Linked DNA regions of Mus musculus: all the other regions are linked to region 1. Evidence: chromatin contacts called from public HiChIP or PLAC-seq and promoter capture Hi-C data. All regions are on one chromosome and are shown on one strand. Each heading gives the region's core, a stretch centred on a gene start, on an enhancer-like site or on the middle of the called end of the contact. The rest is flanking DNA. Distances are from core to core; before and after follow the strand shown. Region 1 holds the start of Sall1 (spalt like transcription factor 1). Region 2 overlaps Chd9 (chromodomain helicase DNA binding protein 9). Region 3 overlaps Chd9 (chromodomain helicase DNA binding protein 9).

Region 1 (2,906 bases), core at 284-2,783:
ACATGGGTCCTGAGTTCCAAGGCTCTGCTGTGAAGGCTAGTGCCCACTTCGCGCGAGCCGACTGTGTCACGATCCAGACTCAAAGGCGCTCCAGAATTGGGGCGTCCTTATGAGCCCTCTCCTCTCCTGATCGCGAGATAGGGCAAGGATTGTGTATCTGCACCCCTCCCCCGCCTCCACCCCCATTACTCAGCCGAAGTTTAGTTAGTTTAGTCCTTCGGGTGCAGGACTTCGGGAACCTCGGCGAGCGGAAACCCCGAGGCAGGAGGAGGTCTAAACTAAGCCGAGGACCAAGCCTCAGGTTCGCAGGCGCCCAAACCCGGAAGAGGGAGTACAGGGCCCGGATCCCTGGGTCCCGTGAGCGGGTAAGAGAGGCTGGCTCCCAGCTCTGGGAGAGAAACAGAGAGAGATGGAGAGAAAAGTTTGGGCGCCGCACGTAGCAAGTGTCGGAAAAGTGAAGGCGAGTCACGGCGTAGCTAGCAGGGCAACGAACAGGACCCCCCCTCCATGCTCACTCACTCCGGGTAGCCACCTCGTCTGCGACGAGGTGGCGGCCTCCACCCCTAGGACACGGAGCACTAGGGTCCAGGGTAGAGGCGGTGCCTAGGGTCTGGCTCCAGCAGCACCACCCAGGCCAGGGGAGCGCTGCTTAGCACAGAATTAGCTGCGCCCCTCCCCTCCCTCCCGCAGAAGCTGAACTCGGAGCTCAGGCAGGTCCTTGCTCTCCACCCGCCCGGAGCTTGGCGGCGCCACGGTGGCCGCCGCCTCCCCGCGGAGTGACGCGCCCTGCAGCCAACCGGGGCGGCCGGGGGGAGGTTCGGGAGGGGGTCCTGGGCGGAGCCGAGCCGCCCCCTTATCCCACGGGCTCGGGGCGCTTCTCCCGAAAACTTCAGCCCTAATTGTCCCGGGAATGTCCAAGGTAGAGAAAGGGAGCTAAGGAGCCAGCAAGAGGCTGGAGGGTCGCCGCTCCCAGGCAGGGAGAGGATGGGGTGGCGAGAAAACTGCCCCTCCCCCCAAGCCCCAAACCCATCACGTCCCCAAACCTTTCCTGGGTCCTCTTCTCCGCACCCCCGCGAGCCCGGGATCCTGAGAGTGGAGAACTCTGGGCGAAGGATCTCCGAGCCAGGCGGCGGGCAGGCGGGAGGGAGGCCCGGCAGCGAGCGGGAGGCGGACTGGCGTGGGGCTGGCTCTTCCCCACTCGCTTTTTTTTTTTTATGAGAGTGGGGGTGGGCTGCTTTCTGGTAGCTCTTAAAGAAAATGAAGGAACACTCACGAAATGGGGCGCCCTCTCCTACCCCGTCCCGCCACGGGACTCCCTCCCCCTCGCGGGCCAGTACGCAGCGCGGGAGTTAGGAAGTTCGCCGCTCGCCCGCAGCCTGGGTCCCCAGCCCCCGCCGCCAGCCCCACCCCCACGCGGCCCTGCTCCGCTAGGCTCCCGGGCGAGCATGCTAATTCGGGTCGGCCCAGCCCGGGATGGAGGGCGGGGGAGGGGGGAGGGGAACGAGCGGGGGGCGCCGGCCGGGGCGCTGGGCGCGCAGTGGCGAGGAGGCAGGCCCCCGGCGGCCGGGCCGCGGAGTCCCCGGCGGTCGCCAAGAGGGTTAACCAAGAGTCGGGCGGCGCGGCGCGCAGAGCCAGCCCCGCGGCCGGCTTATTGGGCCAGCGCGCGGAGAGACAGGGGTCTGCAGCAAATCACGAACTAATTGATTAAGGCGAGCGGGTTTGAATAGCGCTGGCCCGGTGCCAATCGCCTTTCAAAGAGCCCCTCTATGATTAATCGCAATGCATTATTGATAATCATAATTATAGCAGGACACATGCGCGCTGTGCCCGGGGCCGGGGAGCCGGGGAGGGGGCGGGCGGGCCGGCGGGCGGGGGGAGCCGCCGCCGCCGCCGCTCGATTTCCGTAATTTTGAGAAGATTTTTTTTTAGTAATTTTTTATTCTGCCCCAGCTGATGTTTGAGCCAGCATGTCGCGGAGGAAGCAAGCGAAGCCTCAACATTTCCAATCCGACCCCGAAGTGGCCTCGCTCCCCCGGCGAGATGGTGAGTGCTCCGGCCGGCGCCGCGGACACACAGACACGCACTCACACGCACACTCGGACCCACGCACACGCGGCGGGCCCCGCGCCCACCGCCGCTTTCGCCTTCTGCACTCGGCGCGTCTGATTTTATTTCATGCTTCCTCGATTTCAATTTGCCGGGCCAGGCTTCCCCTGTCCCGGGAGAGCCAGCCTATCCCGGCTGGAGCTTTCCGGAGTTCCGTGTCCTCGACTGGGCGGAGTAGGGTCGACTGGCCGGCTCGCTCCTCCGCCCAGAGGGTCGGAGAAGCCGCGGCCACGACCCTGCCGCCCCGAGGGGCGATCTCTCGGGCAGAGGCCATCTGGAGCTGCCCACGCGAGCTCTCTCCCGCTCCCCGCGCGCCACCCGGGTCCCCGGGCTGGGCCTCTGTCGCCTGGGCCTCACCGCCCAGCCCTGCGGCCAACGTTAAAGAAGTTTACTTCGTCCGGGTGGCTGAACGCCGAGCGCGTGGGGAGCTCTCCGTACCCACCCCCCCCCCAAACTCTCGTTCCCACTTGGCTAGCGGGCGAAACATGGTACCTTTGGGGGTTCCGAGCCGTGAGAACTGGGGGTTGGGGTGGAGGAGCGACATCCTGGGGTCGCGGCCGAGTGCTGCCGGTCGCTCTGGAGACTGACTTAGGGACAGGGAAGTGTCGCTTGGTCCGGCTTCCCAAGTTTGTTCTCCTGTCGTTTCTTTCCACACTTGCACCCATAACCCGTCAAAGTCGGGCTTGGATGTGTGCACCCCACGTATTATGGAGTCCCATCCTTCGGGACCCGTTCTGGTAAGGGTCATTAGACACTTTCTTGGGTCCCGGGTATTAGCCCGCCAGACCCCTGGAGCCAGC
Region 2 (2,906 bases), core at 141-2,640, 1.9 Mb before region 1:
TATCTCAAGAACTGGTAAAAGGGGGCTGGTGAGATGGCTCAGCAGTTAAGAGCACTGACTGCTCTTCCAAAGGTCCTGAGTTCAGATCCCAGCAACCACATGGTGGCTCACAACCATCGTAACAAAAATCTGATGCCCTCTTCTGGAGTGTCTGAAGACAGCTACAGTGTACACACATATAATAAATAAATAAATCTTTAAAAAAAAAAAAAAGAACTGGTAAAAGGACCCAGTGAGTTAAAAGGAACTTGTTGCCAGACCTGAACACCCGAGTCCAATCCCCAGAATCACATGGTGGAAGGAGAGAACCAACTCACACAGTCGTCCTTTGTCTTGTATATCCACACCATGCCATATGATGCACCCATCCAACACATGTGCATGCACATGCTCACACATATGGTCTAGCAAAATAATTTTAAAAATATCTCAAAATAAAAGAGGAAGGGAGGAAAAAAGACAAGGCACATGCCCCAAGTAAAGAATGAGATAAAAAGTGTGTTGTTTTAAACCATTATATTAAGCACAATTTGGTATCACACAGCATTAAAAGAAACATACTACAGCCAGATGTGTTGATGCTTGCATTAAATCCCAGCACTTAGGAGGCAGAGACAGGCATATCTCTGTGAGTTCTAGGCTAGCCTGGTCTACATACTAAGTTCTAGGATGGCCAAGGCTACATAGAGAGACCCTGTTTCAAAACAACAACAGAAATAGGAGATGCAAGAGGAAGATGTATGTGAATGTGTGTGTGTGTGTGTGTGCAATATAAAATTTTAAGCTACTTTGTTGATGTTACTTATTAAAAGCAAAACATATCTTTCTCCTTTGCTGTAAGATATGAGGGAAAGTCTCCAACTAACTTCTGGCCAGAGGTTAAAAAATATTTTCTAATTAATTGCATCATTTACTAATACACTCATCCAGATGGCCTATTAAAACAAAAGAAAAGTAAACAGTTACAACTAATGAACTAAAGTCACAGATCAAAACCAAAATCAAATAAACTCCAGACCAAAAGTCAACTGTAGACACAAATTACTCTCAACCAAAAACCAGCAGCTAATAGAGGAAAGAGAGAGAGAAGAGAGCATGGGGGATAGAGAACATAGAGCATGGAGAGCAGGGAGGAAGACTGAGCATGGAGGATAGAGTTTAGGAATGCAAGCCTAACCTGTCTGTCTGTCTGTCTGTCTTTGTCTCTGTCTCTCTCTTAATGGAAAGGAGAGATATCCCCTCCTTTTTAGAACTTTGTTTATTTTGTTTGGGTTTTGCTTCTGAATTTTATTGATTTATTTTATGAATATGGGTGTTTTGTTTGTATACATGTCTGTACAAACCTGGCCAGAAAAGGGTGTTGGAAGCCACAGGACTGGAGTTCAGGATCGCTGTGAGCCACCATGTGGGATCCTGGAAACTGTACTCTGATCCTCTGAAAGAGTGGCCAGTGCTCTTAAGCACTAAGCCATCTCTCCAACCTGCAAGCCTAGTTTACTATCTGAAAATTAATTCACAGAGTACAGCTTAGCAAGAGCCTCATGAAAGCTTTATATCCTATCTTGTGATAAAGGAAAACAAATACTCAAATTCACTATCCCTCATGATGTAACTACTCATGATGCAGCAATTAAGACTAGAAGGGAGTAGCCAACAATTTGCTAAATAGGACATCTATGCAAACCCCACAACGAGCATCAAGCCTCACGGTGAAATACAGGAGGAGCAACTTAAGACCACATGGTCACAACATCTCTGTGGTGGGAGTCTTGTGAGTGTATGCCCAGGGAAGTAGAGCTGGGTCAGATGACAGCTCGAACTAGTTTTGTTTTGTTCTTTTTATGAGATTTCCACAGTGCCACAGCAGCTGACACTCTGATCAATAGTAATGAAGGTCCCTTCTCTCCATATGCTCTTCAGAAGTTGCTGTGACTTGCTTTCTTACCTAATCCTCATAGGAGAGATGAAATAGAAAAGCAGTTTTACTTGCTCTCTATGATAAACTAAGGATAAACACTTTGTGTTTATATCCACAGATTTATGATGCTCTCAACCTTGGATAGAGAAGCTGCTGCTTTCTTTTAATTTTTGAGACAGGGTCTCTCTATGTAGCCCTGACTTTCCTGGAACTCACAGAGCTCCTCCATGCCACCACGCCTAGTTCAGAGAAGCTCCTTGAGTTGGTAGGAGTTAAAGCAGAGCCTCAACTGCTGAAGCAAACATCTGTGAGCTTTTAGCCACTGGTGAGATGTCTATATAAACCACCCCCTATCAGTTCTAGACACACAGAGGCGATCTTCCGATCAGCTGGTGCGTTCTTCAATTTCTTTCATCCTCTTCCTCCTCCTCCTCCCCCTCCCCCTCCTCCTATGTGTGTGTGTGTGTGTGTCCTGAAGTTACCCTCACAGATATAGTTTACCTTCCTGGCTGCATTTCTTGTGGATATTAAACTATTGTAAGTGGGTATTTTCCTTGATTTCTTTTGCAGCAAGTTGTCAATATAGAACATAATTTTATATGACTGGTGCCAATGTTAGTCACACTGTATAGAAAAAGAGACTGAGTTTGGAAAGATAAACAAATCTGCTCAGTATTTTAAAATGAGTTATTTTTAACTATGCTTCTTTCTGTATAGGTATACATACATGACGGCAGGTAACCACAAAGACCTGAGATGTCTGATCTTCTGGAGCTGAAGTTACAAGCAGTTGTGAGCTACTTACCTAAATTAAAATAATACATACATTTTACATATTCATAAAAATGATGTTAACTTGATTTTGTTGGGAAGTTCCAATTCCACACAGTAAATTCTGATGAAAGATAATTTTTTTAACTTCTTTTACTACTTCATTTAATTAGACTAATTTCCCTCCTTCCTTCCTTCCTTCCTTCCTTCCTTCCTT
Region 3 (2,906 bases), core at 122-2,621, 1.8 Mb before region 1:
ATTAAGATCCCATTTACAAAGGACATTCGGGCATTTTCTTTCTTTCTTTCTCTTTCTTTCCTTTTTTCTTTCTTTCTTTCCTTTTTTCTTTCTTTCTTTCTTTCTTTCTTTCTTTCTTTCTTTCTTTCTTTCTTCCTTTCTTTCTCTCTTTCTCTCTTTCTTTCCTCTCTCTCTCTCTCTCTCTCTCTCTCTCTCTCTCTCTCTCTCTCTCTCTCTCTTTCTTTCTTTTCCGAGACAGGGTTTCTCTGTATAGCCCTGGCTGTCCTGGTACTCACTCTGTACCCCAGTCTGGCCTCGAACTCAGAAATCCGCCTGCCTCTGCCTCCCAAGTGCTGGGATTAAAGGCGTGCACCACCATGCCCGCCTGGGCATTTTCTTCTACTACTGCACCCCACTAGCACACGGAGATGAGGCTGGCCTTCAACTCCTGGATCCCTCTGCCTTCGCTTCCTGAGGGTTATCAACATAGTTCCTTGAGCCATATGACACACCCACTTTGCACTATTATTGTGACAGCATCTCAGTATGTCCAAGCCAACCTTCATCCCTCAAAGTCGTAGATGACCTTGAACTTCCGATTTTCTTGCTTCAATCACCCACTGGCTAAGATTATAGGCATATATTACCATGCCCAGTTTTAAATTTTATTATACAGGAAACTGAAGTCTAAGGAAGAAAAGTACCTAGGGTTATCGGCTCTTTCACACATGCACCCACTGACACACAGTTACCTGTCTGAAGAGGCTTGAACTAGGAGCTGTGGTTCCATCAGGGAGGAACACAGACATTTCCTATTCAACCTTCAACCAATTAAAATCCCTGATCCCAATTCCAGGGCTCTTCGCAGCACCCAGAACCCAGCACTCAGGTTGGATTTGTCATTTCCAGGGGCCTGGGTGCCTTGGTGCCTTATTAATCTACCATCCCTGGGACGACCATCCAAAGAGCACAGTAATCGTTATGCAAATGTAATGCCTACACTCGGTGCTGAACCAGACCTTACAGGACTCTCCAATATAGAGATGCAGCACCGACCAAGTTTGCTTCCCCGTCTGGATGGGAGCCTTCTCAGCCCACTTTTACTCACTGTGAATGCTTTTACACTCTCACCTTTGGCTCGTCTCCTTCCAAGCACCAATGCACAGAAGTAGAAATGAGATAAAGGTTGTTTCAAAGGCAAAGGAGGAAGGGAAAAGGGGGTAGGCGGGAGCAGAAAGTAAACCATAGAGAAGACGGAACCAACTTCACCTTCCACACAACCCTGCCGAGAGCCAGCCTTAGCCAAGGTCAGGGATGCCAGGCAAACCCCACCCAGACAGATATCCCGGAAAGCGGCCTGGGAGTGGCTAGTGCATGTCCCCAGAGCCTGGGCAATGTTATTTCCTGGGCAACTACAAGTCACACAGGATGAAAGCTATGACTGCACGTCTGGGGTAGGGTGGGAGGCTTTGCCAGAAGGTGGGGGTGGGGCAGGAGCCCGGGAGGAGGGGCCGAGCCTTGGCTGGCTTCGCACAGACACAGACACATCTCTTCATTTTTTCCAGACTGGAAAGAGCTGTTTGGGCTGTGCACATTTGCAGAGAGTCACGGTCTTTACTATGCTTCCTGGCTCCCTCCGAAGCTTGCCTTTTGTCATTCAGTCAAAACCCAGCTTGTATTTTTCATGAGGAGAGCTAAACAGACTGTGGGGTCTCTTCCCCCCATGTTGTGCTCAAAAGCACATCACAACTGACTTAAAAAGCCCCACCTCCTCACTTGGACAGCAGGGGTTGGGGGTGGCATGCTATAGAGACAAAGACCCAAGTTTAGACAAACATTGTCTCCCGGTTGGAGGTGCGCTCACACTATTTTCCCTGCGCACACACACACACACACACACACACACACACACACACACACACACACACTTTTTTTCCCTTCTTTTTTTTTTTTAAAGCAAAATACTATACCAATAGCCAATTCAGTACTTTACGCATGTCTCTTCCTTATCTACACTGTCAGGAGCACAGGTAGGGCCAGAAATAAGTTAGTTAATTTTTAAAAATGCCTTCTTGCCAAAATGCACCCTCCCCCAAATGTTTCTACCCAGAGAACCCTTATCCATCCAATAGCAAATGTGTGTACGTGCATTTCCCATGCCAACCAATTCTCCAACACCAGCTGGTGCCTACGATGCAATTCAGTTCCGAGAGTGACTACCTACAGTTGGCATGAGAGCCCACAGGTTGAAGGCTCGATCCCAGAGACCATCTGTACTTCAAAAAGTTACACACATCCCAGAGAACTGTGACCCAAGTCACAAGTTCTGTCTCAAGAAAACAAAGAGAGGGATGGGGAGTTGGTTCATCAGTTAAGAGCACTTGTTCCTGCAGGACTCTTAGAACCTACACAATGACTTGCAACCATCTGTAACTCTGGTCCCAAGGGATTTAAAGTCCTCTTCTTGGCCACCAAGTTCACATATGATATGAATACAAACATACAGGCAAAACACTCAAACACATAAAAATATTAAGTCAAGCCGGGCAGTGGTGGCACACACTTTTAATCCTAGCACTTGGAAGGCAGAGGCAGGTGTATTTCTGAGTTCGAGGCCAGCCTAGTCTACAGAGTGAGTTCTAGGACAGCTAGGGCTACACAGAGAAACCCTGTCTCTAAAAACAAAACAAAACAAAAAACCAAAACAAAACAACAACAAAAAAAAATTAAGTCTAATTATTTTTTAGAGAAAGAAATGGAAGCACTCCAAGTGAACACCTAGAAATGAATAGGTAAACAAATTATATATAGTACTTCTAACATGGAGTAGGGCTGGCATGGTTTACAGCCCTGTAATCCCAGCACTTGGGAAGCAGAGACAGGACCCATGCAAGTTTGAGGGTAGCCTGGTTTATGTAGCAATCCTG

The links. Promoter capture Hi-C pulls out the DNA fragments that hold promoters and counts their contacts. HiChIP or PLAC-seq counts read pairs in DNA pulled down with a chosen protein or histone mark.
Region 2: a promoter capture Hi-C map of liver shows a contact between it and region 1, with 4 times the contacts expected there. The contact joins the enhancer-like site here to the promoter of Sall1 in region 1. A contact is called at or near these places in 3 of 39 promoter capture datasets (hippocampal neurons, liver and stem cell-derived epiblast-like cells), 2 of 115 datasets of contacts at active chromatin or transcription factors (astrocytes and embryonic stem cells) and 1 of 9 other capture datasets (embryonic stem cells).
Region 3: an H3K27ac HiChIP or PLAC-seq map of embryonic stem cells shows a contact between it and region 1, with 8 times the contacts expected there. The contact joins the enhancer-like site here to the promoter of Sall1 in region 1. A contact is called at or near these places in 3 of 39 promoter capture datasets (embryonic stem cells, liver and stem cell-derived epiblast-like cells), 5 of 115 datasets of contacts at active chromatin or transcription factors (astrocytes, embryonic forebrain, embryonic stem cells and 1 more) and 1 of 9 other capture datasets (embryonic tail).

Annotation. Positions count from the first base shown.
Region 1 is chr8:89,041,489-89,044,394 of GRCm38.p6, reverse strand. Sall1 (spalt like transcription factor 1) reads left to right here and starts at 1,533. Exons shown (of 3, transcript NM_001371070.1): 1 at 1,533-2,043. The coding sequence starts at 1,968. Gm3134 (predicted gene 3134) reads right to left here. Exons shown (of 3, transcript NR_166639.1): 1 at 2,599-2,906.
Region 2 is chr8:90,943,310-90,946,215 of GRCm38.p6, reverse strand. The region is part of intron 3 of Chd9 (chromodomain helicase DNA binding protein 9); the gene reads right to left. Among named protein-coding and RNA genes, the nearest start is that of Gm39221, 110 kb to the left of the region's middle. Within about 2 kb of position 1,390, at least 3 of the 459 cell types and tissues checked have an H3K27ac peak or open chromatin away from gene starts, as enhancers often do. A contact at or near this core is called in liver, where this site is marked.
Region 3 is chr8:90,853,381-90,856,286 of GRCm38.p6, reverse strand. The region is part of intron 2 of Chd9 (chromodomain helicase DNA binding protein 9); the gene reads right to left. Among named protein-coding and RNA genes, the nearest start is that of Chd9, 26 kb to the right of the region's middle. Within about 2 kb of position 1,371, at least 83 of the 459 cell types and tissues checked have an H3K27ac peak or open chromatin away from gene starts, as enhancers often do. A contact at or near this core is called in embryonic stem cells, liver and stem cell-derived epiblast-like cells, where this site is marked.